2 separate regions of the Mus musculus genome follow, and region 1 is linked to region 2. Evidence: chromatin contacts called from public HiChIP or PLAC-seq data. All regions are on one chromosome and are shown on one strand. The core of a region is the stretch at or near the end of the contact, and the rest is flanking DNA. Distances in the headings are between cores, read along the strand shown. Region 1 has its middle 50 kb from the start of Mepe. Region 2 has its middle 18 kb from the start of Sparcl1.

Evidence for each region. HiChIP or PLAC-seq counts read pairs in DNA pulled down with a chosen protein or histone mark.
Region 1: a FOXA1 HiChIP or PLAC-seq map of pancreatic cancer cells shows a contact between it and region 2. The contact joins two enhancer-like sites. A contact is called at or near these places in 1 of 115 datasets of contacts at active chromatin or transcription factors (pancreatic cancer cells) and 1 of 9 other capture datasets (embryonic stem cells).

The regions. Positions count from the first base shown.
Region 1 is chr5:104,372,933-104,377,435 of GRCm38.p6, reverse strand. No RefSeq gene overlaps it. Among named protein-coding and RNA genes, the nearest start is that of Mepe, 50 kb to the right of the region's middle. Within about 2 kb of position 2,950, at least 64 of the 459 cell types and tissues checked have an H3K27ac peak or open chromatin away from gene starts, as enhancers often do. A contact at or near this core is called in pancreatic cancer cells, where this site is marked.
Region 2 is chr5:104,130,210-104,134,944 of GRCm38.p6, reverse strand. No RefSeq gene overlaps it. Among named protein-coding and RNA genes, the nearest start is that of Sparcl1, 18 kb to the right of the region's middle. Within about 2 kb of position 1,499, at least 14 of the 459 cell types and tissues checked have an H3K27ac peak or open chromatin away from gene starts, as enhancers often do. A contact at or near this core is called in pancreatic cancer cells, where this site is marked.

The DNA of each region.
Region 1 (4,503 bases), core at 1,701-4,200, 240 kb before region 2:
CAGAACTAGAAAGTCTGGGACTTGATTCCTGCTTTACTAAGGCTAGCCAGTGAAGGTGTGGAGAAAGCGAGGGCAGATGCAATCATAGAAGCACAAGAGGTTTGGGGAGCACTGGAGAGCATAATCTACTGAAGTAGAAGGAGGAGGATCAGCGTGGAGATTTCTAGAAGGAAATAGTAGATATACAGGACAGAATGGGGAGAGGTGAGCAAGCCAGAGGAGCAACACAATGTCAGGGATGGATGTGTGTATGTTCCAAGTTACCAGTTGAACTTTCTTGAACACAATTCAGTTCCTCATGGAGAAGAAAGGATGTAACCCCTCTGTGTTAACTGTAACCCTGTGGTTATGATGAAGAAATGAGCTGGGACTGTGTATGGAGGCCCCTAATCATGCACACTCTGGAATCCAGGAATAGGGGCACAGCCTCCTGGAAATGTCCCTGGCCTGTCACTGGCAGTCACTAGCCTTTCATAGAGGGATAGAGCCTGTAGTTATGACCATCTGAGGTGTGAATCCTGCTCTGTATAGTGTAGAGTTCTCTAGCTTTCTTTTCTACTCTATGGTTTCCTTCCATAACTCATGAGCCTTTTAAATGTACTGAGTGAGCTGGCTGGCTTCTCTGCCCTTTTCCCAACAGCAGGCTAGGCATTAGATTTGCGTATAATCAAAAGACCTAACTTTGATGCCAAACCCAGTGTTTTACCTAAAGAAAAAGAGACTCCTACCATAGACAGTAAAGAAGAACTCCTGGTTCATTACACATTCTTCCTGCTTTCTTTAAGGATATAAGGACATCCACGTCCAGGTCCAGTTTCCAAGAACGCCAATACCCAAACACTACGGAAAGCCTATTTCTCTGTTATTCCTTTGGGCAAGGTTGGCATGTTATAGATTATGAAATGCCCAGGTTTTGCTTTTGCTTTGCAGGTGATGAGATTGTGCTCTAGAACTTTTCCGTAAACAGGAAACTGTGGTGTGGATATGGCAAGTGGATGGGAGATGTAAAAGAAATGCATCTGACGGGCCTTTGGAAGTCTTGGGCCTCTGCCACATAGAGACTCTAAAACCTTTTCTGTTGAGATACTTTTCAGGTGAATGGTTTGGATGAAATGACCATCTTAGATCCTCCTCTGAGATCCATGACTTCTCTAGGTTTCCTGTACCAGGCAAGATTAATCAATCACCCAGTAATCTTTGCCTTCAAAACTCTTGTCAAGCGTTGGTGAGATGCCTAAGCGGGTAAGAGCACTGACTGCTCTTCTGAAGGTCCTGAGTTCAAATCCCAGCAATTACATAGTAGCTCACAATAATCCGTAATGAGATCTGATCTTCTGGTTTATCTGAAGACAGCTACAGTGTACAGTATAATAAGAAATTAATCTATGGGTTGGAACGACCAGGGACTAAGCCAACAGAGTTGACCAGAGCGAGTGGGGCTGACTGGAGTGAGAAGAGGTCCTAAATACAATTCCCAACAACCACATGAAGGCTCACATCCATCTGTACAGCTACAGTGTACTCATATACATAAAAAAATTAAATAAATAAATCTTAAAAAAAACCCCAAGAACCAAAAAAAACTCTTGTCAGGAACTAGTTCAAATAACTGCTTAGAGTGTTATACTCTTAAAAAGAAAGTTCTAGTGACTTTGGAAGGAGTGGGCTCGGGTCTACTGACTTGCTGTAGAGTCTCCTGTGTATTATTTAATTTTCTATAATGTGGCAGCTAGTCTTGTTAGTTGAAAACAGTGTATTCTTGGATAGTGTATTCCTGGATAGATCACGCCAAGCCAGCACAGTTCTCACCAGAGAGGTCCTTTATTGAAAGAGAAGCAAGGAAGAGAAAAAGAGAGAGATGGGTTGGGGTCCATGTCTTTTATCCGAGAGGTAGGTAAACTCAGGTGTTGACAAGGGCAGGTGATGCAAGTAAGGCATGCTGGAGGGTGGGTGGGGGTGTGTGGGATGGTTGCCATGGCAATGGATGCAGGAATGTCCTGTAGTCTAGGGATGATGTCATCTCTGGATTAAGAGGCTGGCTGTAAACAGCTTCTGAAGCTAATGAGTCTTCCTTGACTAAAGCTAGCAATTTCCTGTGGGACCCAAGCAAGTTATTAGTCGCTACTTTCTTAACTGCTAATTGGCTGCAACTATTATCCCTACTTGATGGTATTGCTGTCCCAAGAGGGAATGGGTAATTGACGTAAGGCTTTAACCCAATACTTGATGCATAAAACAAATGATCTATGAGCATGGATGGTGATTGCTGGTAATATGAGCAGTTTCCTCTGGTCTGAGCCAACACTCATTCATGCTTTTGATAAGGATACAAATTCTGGGGTTCAAATTGCGGTCAACCTTTTTTTCCTGCTGCTTTCAAACTGTTTAACTTTAGCCGAATGACTCACCTTTCCTGTGCCTCAGTTTACCCACATGCAAAGGCAGAGTGATGAGGACTCCTATCTCACAGAATGTTTGGTAGATTAAATAACATAATTCACACAAAGACCTTGATAGAACGTCAGGTACAGTGTTGCTCCTTCTCTGCCTGTTTGCTTCATTTCACTTTCTGGTCATGGGACTGTCACTAGTCTAAACAGAACCATTATTCTGAAAGAATCGCCTCTGCCAGGGGTCCAGGAAACATTTAAATGCTTACAAGACTGAGAAAGACTTGCAGGTCAATCAGTCAAGTCCAGAGTATCTAACTCTCTTAGATAAATATTTTGCTGAAACCAAAAAATTACACGTTTAGGCTAAAGAAGAATTCATGAGGAGGGGAACAGAGAAATTCTCGGGAATGTCCACACAAATAGACAAGGATGTGGCTTGCTACATCACATACAGAGGTGAGCTTTCCTGACCTTCTGGCTGGCTCTAGGCAGCTCTGAGTCAGAGCCATGCCCTCCCCTGTCCCTGCCCAAGGCCACTTCATAGGCAAGTGCGAGTCCCCAGACAGTTCCCGGGATGCAATGACCTTGCGATCTCACGGCTCCACTAGCAGGAATATGATATTGTGAAAGCAACTCCCACACAGGAAATTGGATATTTGGCGCCTTGCCCTGACTTCCATCCTGATTTACCAGCTGACCTTGGGCAAGCCATTGCTTTTGCTCCAGTTCTGTGAAGTGTAAAATAGAAAGAATAATGTACATTTCTCCAAATTCATGGGCTTATCACCAAGACTGAACATATACAGAAGTCACTTAAAAATTGTAAATATTTTCATCCATTTATGTTAGCATAAGAGAGCAAAGGGGTATGTATGCATGGACAGGAATGTACAGTATGTAAGGACAGGAAAACTTGAGAGTAAGTTCCCTCTGACCCCTGTTGACCTTGAGCCTTGCATAACTCCCTTGCTCTTTCTGAATCCTAGTTTCTTTAGTTAAGGAGGTATGTATGCATGCAATTTCAGGTAAAAATATGATTGCTAATGTTCCTGACAGACTTCCTTAGTGTTACTTTGCCCTTCTCCCTCTCCCTCCTCGCTCCCCCTATCCCAAATAAAGTGCTCTCCAGTATGCCCTCCTCATTGTACAGTGCCGCCCTCCTCACTGCACGGTGCCCCTTCCTCACTGCATGGTGCCCCCTCCTCACTGCATGGTGCCATCCTCCTCACTGCATGGTGCCATCCTCCTCACTGCACAGTGCCACCCTCTTCACTGCATGGTGCCACCCTCCTCACTGCACGTGCCCCCTCCTCACTGCATGGTGCCCCCTTTACTTTCCTGGTACCTGTGCTTACTCCAGCTTAATGTTCTCATATGAAGATTTGGAGCTAGGGATTACAGGTGAAAGAGATGTAGCATTTGCCTCTGGGCATACATATACATATACATATACATATATCACATACATATACATCATATACATATACACATACACATCCATACATACACACATATACACATACACACACACATACACATACACATACACACACACACACAAATACACATACACATACATATACAGTTTAAGTGATGTTGTTCTACTTGGGTTGATAACCATTTATATACACACACACACACACATACACACACACACATACACATACACACACACACACACATACACATACACATACACATACACATACACATACACATACATATACAGTTTAAGTGATGTTGTTCTACTTGGGTTGATAACAATTTATACACACACACACACACACACACACACACACACACACGCACGCACGCACATGCACACACCAAGAACCATTAGCAGCAACCCCATTGGAATTGTTGGTCAGAGGGACTCCCCAAACAATACAAGCTATTGTTATTGCCCTTGCTTGCTTCCCAGAGGTTGAAGTCCCTATTGCTGAAAACACCATTCACCTCAGACCCAGGCCTTGAGGAGCTGAGTGGGATCTGACCTGGGAGTCTATTCCCTGAGGACTAGATCTCATAGAACTGCAGGGTGTAATGCAAGCTGCCAAGGTGGTAAACCAAGTAAGAGTCCTACCTAGCCAGGATGCCTGTGAGCTACAAC
Region 2 (4,735 bases), core at 250-2,749:
TGTCTCCTGAGAGGCTCTGCCAGTGCCTGACTAATACAGAAGTGGATGCTCACAGTCATCCATTAGATGGAGCACAGGGTCCCCAATGAAGGAGTTAGAGAAAGTACCCAAGAAGCTGAAGGGGTTTGCAGCCCCCTAGGAAGAACAACATGAACTAACCAGTAACCCCAGAGCTCCCTGGGACTAAACCACCAATCAAAGAAAACACACGGAGAGACTAATGGCTCTAGTTGCATATGTAGCTGAGGATAGCCTAGTCATCAATGGGAGGCGAAGCCCTTGGTTCTGTGAAGGCTCTATGCTCCAGTATAGGGGAATGTCTGGGCCAGGAAGCAGGAGTGGGTGGGTTGGGGAGCAGGGGGAGGGGAAAGAGTATAGGGGATTTTCAGAGGGGAAACTAAGAAAGGGGATAACATTTGAAATGTAAATAAAGAAAATATCTAATAAAATTTTTAAAAATTAAAATTAAAAAAAAAGATCTAGTGAACAAATAAAAGCTAAGTTTCAGAATTCTGATAAGCCACTCTCCACCTTCCATGTTTTTGCAGCGACCACATAAATGTTTTACACAGATAAGGAACTACTTAATATTAATCAGGTCTCGATAATTAAGAGTTCTAACCCCTATGGGACAATTCTTACTGTGCAAACCGACTGGATGCCTCCCCCACCCTTAGACAAAAGGTAAGCTATTCCTTCCTGTCTCTTGTGAAATAGAGTCATAGTGCAGAGACACACCTGCCTATTTGACTCCGTAATTAAGTCTTGTCTGGCTGTAGTGTAAAAATAGGTACCCCTGAGTCTGAACATGAAAATAGACCTTCCCTAACAAAAGCCAAAAGTTTCACGGCTAAAAGGATGTTTACTTTTGTGAAAAAGTCCTTTCCTCTGGGGATAATTTTGGGACTACGTAGGTGTCCAGCAGGGGTAAGTGGGTATATAAGGCTCAGAGACCAAGCTGTGGCTGTGCTTCCTGCTGAGTGTGGGGTGCAAGCAGTCGCTTGTGAGTCACATGTGAGTCACGTATGGGGACAAGGATGTGTACTTCTGTCCTGCACACCCTTCCCCTTCTGAAAGTTTTAGCTGACATGACTGTGACCATAACTTACAGAGTTTGTGGAGCTCTGCATACTCATTTGATCAGCATTTATACATTCAGTGGATACTTGAGGGGAGCTGGCACAGTCACCCCCTGTAATATCCTGATGAATGAACAAAATCTCTGACCTTGAAGAAATCTTTAGTAAAAATAAGAATACCCAAACATAGCAGTACCCTCCTATAACCTCAACCCTCGGGACGCAGAGGCAGGGGATCTGGGGTCAAGGCCAGCCTCGGGTACATAGTAAGTTTGAGGCGATACTGGGATACATTAAAACCCTGTCTCAAGAAATATATATATAGATAAGTGGATGGATGTGATTACAATTATAAATGTCTACAGCGCACAGTCATGAGTGAAACTAAAACCAGAACAGAAAGACACTGGGAATTCACTATGAATAGAGAATGGGAAACATTTTAGACTTTGTGGACCGAATAATCTTTCAACTCCACGGTCTTGTCCAAGATGTAAAGATAGAAGTGTGGTTTTGTTCTGGGAAGCCTTTAGTTGCAGATACAGGTGTTTCTAGGTCACAGTTCACTCACCCTTGAGATAAGAGAAGAAAAAGCACAGGGTTATTGGGGCCTCATAGGAAAAAAAAATTCTGCCCCAAGGCAGGAAAAAAAGATGGAAAAATCAGGGTTGCATTCATACACAGTACAGAGAGAGTTCAAGAGTAGAGAGTCCTATGGCTGAGACGTGTCTGGTGTGTTTCCCACGCTACAAGGAAACTTTGGCAACTCTACCCATCAGTTTCTACCTGGTATCTCCAGCTCACTTCTGCTTTCCTCCTTTTCCCTCTTTTAGTAAAAGAAACTGTGATGCCACAGTGCGTAAGGACTCTGGGCTCTTTCCAGACCTCGGGAAGGTAAGAGGTATCAGCTCACTGTGAGTTGTTTCCTTTATGGTCTGGAATCAACTCAATGCCAAAAGCAGAGATAGCAGATGAGGGCCAGAACTCGTGAGCCCAGACACACCTCCAGTAGCCCCTTACCAGCACATGCAGACCTCACAGCACAAAGCCTCCTGACCCAGTAAGACCACAAAGTGCTGCCTCATTGGCCTCGAGTCCTGTTCATTCCTGATGTGGTTTTTAAAGAGGCTGTTGGCTTGAAGCATTCACAGGACCAGAAGACAGAGCTGTAGTTTTAAATACCAGTAAACTTCTCTCTGAAGAGACTCTCTTTTTTGTTTTTTGTTTGTTGTTTGTTTGTTTGTTTTTCAAGACAGGGTTTCTCTGTGTAGCCCTGGCTGTCCTGGAACTTACTCTGTAGACCAGGCTGGCCTCGAACTCAGAAATCCGCCTGCCTCTACCTCCCAAGTGCTGGGATTAAAGGCGTGTGCCACTACCGCCTGGCAAAGAGACTCTCTTAAGATGCTGATTCTCTGGAGAAACAATGACCAGAGCCTCCATCTGAGCAAGCCCAGGCGACCTCAGGGGTCCATGGACTCACCAGCCTAGAACAGCATACCTGCAGCCATGAATGACACCCATGTGCCTGAGGGAGCCTAGTGGTGGTGGTGATGGTGATGATGGTGGTAGTGCTGGTGCTGGTGGTAGTGGTGATGTGTGAAATGTATCTTCATTTGGTTTCAGGTACAGTCTGCATGTGCTGCAACTTGGAATACAAAAGCTTCACTTACACATCCTGTCTTCTCTCTCTCTCTCTCTCTCTCTCTCTCTCTCTCTCTCTCTCTCTCTCACACACACACACACACACACACACACACAATTCTGGATTGATGAATGCCAAGTCAAAGTTCAGAATGAGGAATTCTAAGGTTCCAAAGACAGGAGATCTTCTTCAGAATTCCGACTTAATGCAAACGGAAAATAACAGAAAAGCTGGGACCACATGTCCTTCAAGCTCTTTGTAAATTAACTTTCCAGTCAGGATAGGCTTGCTGGACAATGAAGAATGGGAGGTCATATTCTCTGTGAGTGAGGAGAGTTCAGACCCTGCTCATCCTTAGCTAGAGACGGTGGGATCAACACAGTGAACGCTCTTGGTTCAGGGTTGAACTTCCCCTACTCACTCTGATGAAAGGATGCCAGGGATGCCAAGGTCCAACTCACTCCTTAGGGCTGACAGAGGCTCATACCTCCCTCTTGTGGCTGCTTGCAAACAGTGTCCTGTACATGGGAGCAAATGAGAAAGCAAGTGTGTTTACCTAAGTCTCCAGGCAGGGGAACTGTGCATTCTTTCTCCTTTCATGATTTCAGATCGTTTTAAAAATCTGGTGATATGTAACACAGTTAACCAAAGATCGTGAACATTTTCATTAATCAGGAAGAAATGATGTGGGGGAAGAAAAAATTTGATAGATTTAAGTGTTTGCCAATGCGAGGGGTCAGAATTCTGTAAGAAACAATCCCTATTTGAAAGCACCTGGTATGTCAGAGAGTTCCTCTGTACATATGATCACAACACAGAACAGAAAGTGGGGAACCAGGGAGAAAAGAAAATGGCATTCTGCTAAGATACAGGACCCAGCCCAGGGTGGGACACCAAGGGGGCAATGGATGGCCTGCTTCTTCTGAGCCAATTCATCAAGTGCAGGACAGGTATGGGTGTAGCCCTACTCTGTGCCAAGTATTCTAAGCACGTTAGTAGAAATAGTATTGGCAGGTGTGCTGAGTTGAGGAGCCCTTACCTAAGACAGGGATTTGAACTTCCTTGGGGCTGCTTCCAACATGAGACAGTTTTACCTGGCCCGGGTATATAGAACAGCGGGGAGTTGGATCATGCAACAAAGTACTTGCCAAATAATCCTGAAGACCTGAGTTCATTCCCCCACATACAAAGCCAGGCAGATACAGAAAGATCCCTGGGGCTTGGTGGCCAGCCAGCCTAGCCTAAATTGGTAAGCACCAGATCTCAGTAAGAGGCTTTGTCTTGCAACACAAGGTAGGTGGCTCCTGGGAAATCAAGACGTGAGGTTGACCAGATGGATGCACGCTCACACCTGAAAACATACACACAAACTGTGTAACAAAATAAAATAAAGTAGATATATTATTCCAACATTTAATAGTAAATCATAAGAGAACTTAAAATAATTTCTGACATACATATTTTACCATGTGGTAAAGATGAGATAATTTATACACTAATTAAATGGGATTTGATTTTTTTTTTTTAAATGAAACTTAAGTCAGCAACTGTAGCAGCAATGACCCCTTGCATGCTGAGGAAGGAAGGCAGGAAATCTCAGCTTTTTGTTTTGTTTTGTTTTTTGTTTTTGTAATTAAGCCAGAGCAGGAAGCCCTATGTGTACAGTTGAGACACTGCTGTGCATGGGAGGACGGCATGCAGGGTGAACTCACTTTCTCTCGTGTTCCAGAGTCAGTGCTACGGTAAAGCTAGCTATGTGATGTAGCGCCTTCATTTCATGTTTGGACAAATGTTTAGCCCTGCACATTCAGAAGCCTTTTATAACGCCAAAACGTTAGGGACCCTCACATTCCCTTTAAGAAGCTGTGGCTTAGCATATATGAGGCCCTGGGTGCAGTTCCTAACCCTGCCTCACACTCTCTGGCATGACCTCCGCCATGACAACCTGCATCCAACTGTCAGTCCAGATGAACCAACCTTCCTTCCTTCCTTCCTTCCTTCCTTCCTTCCTTCC